Linked DNA regions of Mus musculus: region 1 is linked to region 2. Evidence: chromatin contacts called from public HiChIP or PLAC-seq data. All regions are on one chromosome and are shown on one strand. The core of a region is the stretch at or near the end of the contact, and the rest is flanking DNA. Distances in the headings are between cores, read along the strand shown.

Region 1 (3,710 bases), core at 395-2,894, 410 kb before region 2:
TACACATAGTAAGGCATGATTCCAAGTGGTGGTTCATCAATCAATATGTCTGTGAAAACTCAGATAGTTGTGGCAAGTTGGAGACGAGAATTAGCATACCATCTGATACCTGGGGTCCAAGATGACTTGAGTAAGTGGAGGGTAGATTAGGCATCTTATATTATCACTCTCATCCCGTTCTTGAGGTTCTGTTTGACAATGCATATGAATTGTAAGTATTATATACCCTTTGAGTACACTATATAAATATTTAGCTTTTTCGAGACAGGGCTTCTCTGTGTAGCCCTGGATATCCTGGAACTCTGTAGACCAGGCTCGCCTCAAACTTAGAAATCTGCCTGCCTCTGCCTCCCAAGTGCTAGGATTAAAGGCGTGCATCACCACTGCCTGGCTTAGCCCAGTCTTTAGGTACATGGAAAGTTTTAGGAATACTTGCAGGTCTTTTGCAACTTGTATTTTTATTTTGAATTTAAAACATTTTATTATTAGAATTGTCAGTGTATTTAATAATGACAAGAACTGCCCCTCATTACACCACTACTCGGCCTTGGCTGTAGTCAGCATTTTGCCTATCTTCATTCTTCATTTCCTGGAGTTTGTACATACCATGTCATTTTTCCTATAAATCCATTTGGTGTACATGATTAAAGAAATTTAAGAAGAAATACCATGTGCTGGAGAGATGGCTCAGTGGTTGAGAGCATTGACTGCTCTTACAGAGGTCCTGAGTTCAATTCCCAGCAACCACATGGTGGCTCACAACCATCTGTAATGGGGTCTGATGCCCTCCTCTGGTGTGTCTGAAGAGAGCAATGGTGTACTCATATACATAAACTAAATAAATAAATCTTTTTTAAAAAGAACAAGAAGAAATTCCACTGTTATAATCACCACATCTGGCAAAGTTAATTCTTCAATCTGCAGACTTCCTTTAAAGTTCTACAGGTCTTTCTGTAGTTGATTTATTCGAACCAAGAACCAGGCAACTTGTATACATTGCATTTAGTCTGCTTTAGCTCATCTCTGTGAATGTTTCAGTCTTGAAAGCCTTTTGTTTTGTAATACTTTATATTCTTCTGCTGCTGTTGGCTTGTTTGTAGAATTTGGTTTTCTTATGCAGTGTACAAAATTGTGAGTGCTCTTGCAATATTGTTTAGTTTGTTTTATTGGACTGCCATATTTCTAGTAAAATGGCATTAGAAATACAACCTCGATTACTTCCAGATTAACTTTTATTTAAGTAGAAGTATTTAGGTTCTGATTATAATATGAGTGCTGTGTGTATGTGTTTGTTTTTCTGTCTGTCTGTGTCTGTCTGTGTTTGTGGTCTGAAACTCTATGTATTATAGATCAGGCTGGCCTCAAACTCATAGCAATCTTCATGTCTTAGTTTTCCATGTTCTAGGATTAGAAGTGTATAGCAGCATCATTGCTGATTGGTTTTATGTTAATTGTCTAGTATTAATTTCTGTACAAGCAAATGCCAATAACTAGGAATCAGCAGTTTTGTGCCCAGATTGAGCTCCAGTGAGCACAGCGTAATCTAAAGAGGAACAGATACTTGTATCTGCTGTGGGTTGCTTCACAGCAGAGGAATTAGGAGCAGGAGGGAGCCCTTTTGTAAAGAGCATAGAGCTCTTTTGTAAAGAGCATACAGCTTTTCTGTCCTCTGTCCAGAGGGAGGCACCACGCCTCCCAGGGCTCTTCATTATGTAAGCATCCTTGAGTGGACGCTTCCTTGGACAGGACAATTGCTGCTTCAGTGTACGCTGTTTGGTCATGTGAACTTCTAGACAACTGTGCCTCAATGGCACCATCGTTTACAGCTTTCTTTTTGTGGTGGGGGGTGTTTTTGAGACCGAATTTCATGAATTCCAAGCTGGCCTTCAACTCTCTATGTAGTCAGCCATAGCCTTGAAATCTGGATCCTTCTGCCTCCACTTCTGAGCACTAGGATTACAGGATTGTACCAATACATGCAGTTTCATGTGGTGCTGGGTTTCAAACCCACGACTTTGTGAATACTAAGTAAGGACTCTACATCTGAGCCCCAGCCCCAGCCCTTATTTCTAATGTCGCCTTGATTTTTGGAGAATTTTCTCATGAGATTGCTATGTTCTCAGTTCCTTTCATTAATCTGACTGGCAAGTTGGGACTAAAATCATGCATTTTGTCTAATACAGCATTTAATTAATTGAAACTGCTGTCAGTGAAATGGATACAACCTTCAGTATTAACATCAGCTACAGACCCTAGCACCTGAGATCTAATTAGCACCACATTGGTGTTTGTACAGCAGAGGGCTCCCTGGTTTTCTGTATTCCCTTTCCATCTAGCCTTGGGCACTAATCCAGATACCTCAAAAAGTCTTTATCTCAGCCTGGAGATTGAAGCCTCGGACAGTTTCCTATGCACTATAGTTCTGCCTTGGGTTTTGGAGCAGACCTAAATGACCTTCATGTTCGTGATTACTCTAGTTAAAACTGAAATCTTTTGTACCCTGTGATCTTCCTTATAGTAGAAGGAATTGACTGCAGAGTTTACAAAAGTTGGGCCACTTCTTCACAAGGAGTTTCTATGACTAACCAAATGTAGCCTTATCACAGATAGATCTTGACTGCTAGTATTTAGAGCATCAGTTTTGAGGAAGGAGGCAAGTTAAAGGCAGAGGAAAGTATAATTCCAAGGGTATGCATGGTGCTTCCTTAAGTAAAGCCTCCGTCTGTAATTTTAGGAGACTGTTTTATATTGGGTGAGAAGTATGTGTTTACATTGTCTCTAGCATAGCCTAAAACCCAGCTGGTAAACCTTAAATGTCATAGCTCCTGTCATGTCACTGATTTCAGGCTTTAATTTTAGAGAATATGGGTAGTTGGTCTAGCCTGCCCTCTTTTGCCCTTATCACCAGCCCCATGCAGTAACTTCTTAGGGCTACAGAGAAAGACAAGATGCCCAGAGATGTCAAGATGTCTTGTGCACAGAGAGGTGACATGCTGGGTCCAGGGCCATTGAGTTCAGTTTCCTTACGGACATGTTTGTAATGTTTTATTTTCTTTAGTTATTTTTATTTTATGTGCATTTGGTGTTTTGCCTACATGTCTATCTGTGTGTCAGGGACCCTGGAACTGGAGTTGCAGACAGTTGTAAACCACCATGTAGGTGCTGAGAATTGAACCTGTGACCTCTGGATGAGCAACCAATGTTCTTAGCTCCTGAATCATCTCTCCAGGTCCCCCAACACCCCCAGCATCTTAACAAGGCTATCAGATTGTGCTTAAAGAATCTTCTCCACGTGGAGGACAGACATGGCCATTACTAGGTTTGTAGGGTTGCAAGGTATAGGGGTTACAACAGAGCAACTTCCTTGGTGAGGAAGGCAGTTGAGACACTTTCTTGCCTTTGTTCCATCTCCTGGCCTAGTGGGTGTCCTAAGGTTGTGCTGCTGCCATCACCACAGTGCTGTCTCCTTTCAGTAGCTGTGACGTCACTTCCCCTCATTCGCTGTCTGATTGAGACTGTCTGTCTTGAAGGGCTGAGTGGAAGAGGAACACTTCATTCTTTTTTTTTTTTTAAAGATTTATTTATTTATATTATGTATGTGAGTACACTGTCACTCTCTTCAGACACACCAGAAGAGGGTATCTGGTACCATCACAGATGGTTGTGAGCCACCATGTGGTTGCTGGGAATTGAACTCAGGACCTCTGGAA
Region 2 (3,979 bases), core at 179-2,678:
TTTTGTCCAGAGCCAGACTTTCTGGGGGAGCCCAGATCCACACCCCCTTTCTCACCCTTAGTGCTGGGAAACTCTAATGTGACTTTCCAGCAGTTTCTCTGGCGGGCCACCGCCGGCCAGGAACATGGCCAGTTAACCATCTCCAGATCCGTGTCTGCTCTCGGTTTTGTGTCATTGCCGCGGCAACGGGAAAGCAGAGCTCCTGGCCGGTCCACTCTCAGATGCCAAGAGAGAATTACTGCCAAAATGAAGTTAACCCTTTGCACCCTCCCCACCAGCCTTCCAGGCCACAGAGATGAACACTGTGGAGCGTGGTCCTCAGGCCCACAATCCCAGCATGAGGAAGCTGAGGCAGAGGGATCCCTGCTAGTCTGAGGCCAGCCTGAGCTGCAGAGAGAGGAGCCAGTGAGAGCTAAGAGAGAAACCATGCCCGGAAACAAAACTAAAACACAAAAAGAAATGAGAGCACCAAGTCTAACACTCACCAAAAGTTCAACCGCCCCAGGCAGGGCCTGCTCCAGAGAGACCCCGCCACCACCTGAGTGACAGAGTAGAGAGCAGCAGAGAACAGCAGAGGTGGCGTGAGGGTTGACATGCTCAGCTGCTGGAAGCTGCTCTCAAAGCAACTGCCTGTTTTCCCAAGAAACCCAGCCCATGACCGGCAGGAGCCTACGGGCACTTAGATGGACCCATGAAGGCAAAAGCATGGCCACTGTTCCCCCAACTCACTGAGGTACCAACCGGAACAAGGGGGCATGGGGCAAAGCATGCTGGCCTGGGAATCCAGAAACAAGCTGCCCCCAGGTGCCTGTCCTGTCCCCAGGTGGCTAGAACTATGGTCCGGTTGGTTTGGGGTCGGTTGGTTGTTTTAACTTTTTTAAATGAATTAATTTCGAGGGAGGAAGAGAGAGATACCACAGTGCAGCTGTGGAAGTCAGGGGACAAGCTGTAGGCTCAGGCCTTCCATCGTGTGGCTCTGGGGACTGAATTCAGATCATCAGGCTTGGTGGCAGGCACCCTTACAGAGACGCCACGGCTTCCAGATGGTGAGGCTAGGACAGACACGCCCATGAAATCTGACCTCGACGGCTCCTCCTTGTGACCTCATGTTAATGACTCTTCAATCAGACAGCAGACGCCTTAGGTAGGGTCTATCCACGGACACTCAGGGACAAGGGTACCTGCTACTGCTTTTGCCTCCTAGGCATCAGCTTCTTCACCTGTGAGACTGACTGGGGTCATCCTGGGCTAACTGCACATCCTGGGCTAACTGCACATCCTGGGCTAACTGCATAAAGCAATAGAACTGAAAGGGCTGCAGGTGCATTCACAGCTATCTGGCTGAAGAAGATGCTAGAAGCCACCCCTCTTCCTGTCCCTTTGTCCTCTGCTCATCTCTCAACACCCCCTGCCTGCACCGCCTCTTCCTGGGTGGCCACCCAGATGAGGAGCGCTCCTGAGGCTCGTGGCAGCTGTGGTGGCGACTGCTGGCCTTGTGGAAGAGATGTTTTGTTTTGATTATAAATTTGGGGTTGTTTTGTTTTGTTTTGTTTTGAGGCAAGTCTCACTCTGTATTTTAGACTCCTCTGAGACTCACTATGTAGCACAAGCTAGTCTCAAACTTGTAGCAATTCTCCTGCCTCAGCCTTCCAAGTGCTCTACTTACAGGCTTGAGCCTCCATGCCCAGCTCAGAAATTAAGATTGTCGTTCCTCATGTGTCCCTCCCTGCCCCCCCCCACTTCCCCACCCCTTTACAGCTGAAGGAAATGGGTCACAAGCAGGGGACTTTCCAGGAGTCACTTGGTTTGCAAGAACCTGATTCTCCAGGATGGTCTTAGTCTAAGACCCTGTCCCTGTCTCCAGACACAAGCAGGATGATTTCCTGTCCTTAGGACCCATCTAGGGCCAGTGTGAACCTTCTGGGTCCTGAGTGCACCTAAAATGCTAGGGTCATCCTGGGATATGATGAGTGTAGAGAGACGTGTCAAACCATGGCTAGCTTTTTCAGTTGCCAGGGGCCACCTGCAATGAGTGGGCAAGGCACTCAATGTCAGTCCCACTCAGGAGGAGGGGACACTCAGGCCTTCGAGGTGACACTCAGCAAGTCTGAGTGTAAACGTGGACACTCCCTCTAACCTCCTCCACTCTTGCAAACTTCCCTAAGATTCAGGTCAGGAAGGACGCTTGTCCTATCTCATTGGCTTCAGGGAGATCCAAAGATGACTGGCGAGTGTCAGGAGCCTGTAAACCTGTTCTCATTAGTCATTAATGCGCTCACTATTTGTTTGTGTTTCTAAGCAGCAGATCTGCTGATCAGGCCAAACCTCCTTTCTCTCCTCGATCCTAAACAGAACTTTTGATGTGGATCTTGTCTGTTCCCATACCTAGAAGTGAATCCAAGGCCAGATCGGAGAATCAACATCTTGTCTTGGTGAACAGAGTGCTGATGTCTACCTTTTGGGCAGGGTGTAGGCCCTGAGACCAGCCAAGCGAAGGGAAGCCAGCACGGCAGGCAGGTTTCCTGCTCCAGCTAGTAAATGAACAAACACACCAGATCAATGGCCACAGGATACGCTGTGTAGAGCATTCACCTTCCTGGCAAGGGCTGGCCCTCACAGTTACAGCTCTGACTCTAGACCTTTACAAAGAAGTCCTGCAACTGGTTCTCTCTCTCTCTCTCTCTCTCTCTCCCCTTCCCCCTCCCCCTCTTCCGCCCCCTCCCCCCTCTCCTCCTCTCCTCTCTCTCAACTCTCTTTCTCTCCCCTCTTCTCCCTCTCTTTCTTCCTTTCTTTCTCCACTCTCTCCTTCCCTCCTGTCTTCTTTTCTCTCCTTCCTTCTCTCTTCCTTCTCTCTTCTTCCCCTTCTCCATCCTTTCTTCCTTCCTCCACCTTCCTGCCATTTCCACCTTTGACCTCAAGGTAGAGGCAGGAGAGGGAAGATGTTGGCCTTTGGGTACCTGTCTCTGTTAAGCAGGAATGATCCCTGGGAGGTCAGGAGCAGGATCCAGCCATCCGAAAGGGACCAGGGACTGGGGAATGATGAGCAGAACAGCAAGGAGGACCATGTTGGACAACTGTAGAGATATTGGACTAAGAGAAGCCAGAGCCTGGTGATTTAGAGCACCAGTCCGAGTGGGGAAGCCCTCTGAAAAAGGAATATTTGGTAACATCCTACTAATGCTAACAACCCCAAGCCAAGATTGGGCACAAAGGCACACTGTCAGGGAAATGAGATTCTCCAATTCCCAAGGAAAACAGGGGACATCTGTGCCACCACAAACACAGCTATGGAAGGAGCCGGTGATGGAAGGGCCCGGAGCAACCCAGAGGAGAACTTGATGCCAGCAAACTTGGGTCCTGAACAGCAAGATACTCAAGTTCTGGTGAGGGGGGATTCCATGGAACCATGTCCATCCCAGGGAAGTGGAGGCAGGAGGATCAGGAGTTCAAAGTCATTCCCTCTCTCAAGGAAGAAAAAGTCTCTGGATGTCCCTTTCTTTAAGGGAGAGAAAGATCCCTTTCCTCCTGTCAATCAGAAGAAAAGGAACGCAGACTCTCTGTGAGAGTCTCACATGCCCTGAAGGATCACAAACTCCAAGATCCTTCCAGACCTCTTACATAGACAAAGGAATGGAGCCTTTATCTAGGATCCTGGGCAATTGTGGAAACTTTCATTTGTGCTCAGTGTGAATGCAACTGCTTTCTGGGGGCAGATGACAGGGTTGCCACTAAATGTACTAAGTGTATTTGCCTAGGGAGGTAGACACTGACTCCTAAGCCCATGTTTAATCGACGGGCCCATGGATTGATTCTGTCTGCACAGAATACGCCTTCCTTCGGATAACAGTGATCCCATGAAACTGTCAGGCAAGTTGGTCTGGACAACCTAAGGCCAAGCCACAGTGAATTCCTGCTCTTCACAGAGCTTTTGGAGAAAGGCAGCTTTATTAAGTCAAGCCGATACAGTAATGGGGACCAG

What was found. HiChIP or PLAC-seq counts read pairs in DNA pulled down with a chosen protein or histone mark.
Region 1: a contact with region 2 is called in an H3K27ac HiChIP or PLAC-seq map of microglia, with 4 times the contacts expected there. The contact joins two enhancer-like sites. A contact is called at or near these places in 3 of 115 datasets of contacts at active chromatin or transcription factors (embryonic basal ganglia, embryonic stem cells and microglia) and 4 of 9 other capture datasets (adipose tissue, embryonic stem cells, liver and 1 more).

The regions. Positions count from the first base shown.
Region 1 is chr17:84,340,490-84,344,199 of GRCm38.p6, reverse strand. All of the region lies in intron 26 of Thada (thyroid adenoma associated), which reads left to right. Among named protein-coding and RNA genes, the nearest start is that of Gm24722, 49 kb to the left of the region's middle. Within about 2 kb of position 1,644, at least 23 of the 459 cell types and tissues checked have an H3K27ac peak or open chromatin away from gene starts, as enhancers often do. A contact at or near this core is called in adipose tissue and microglia, where this site is marked.
Region 2 is chr17:83,933,965-83,937,943 of GRCm38.p6, reverse strand. No RefSeq gene overlaps it. Among named protein-coding and RNA genes, the nearest start is that of 1810073O08Rik, 18 kb to the right of the region's middle. Within about 2 kb of position 1,428, at least 82 of the 459 cell types and tissues checked have an H3K27ac peak or open chromatin away from gene starts, as enhancers often do. A contact at or near this core is called in adipose tissue and microglia, where this site is marked.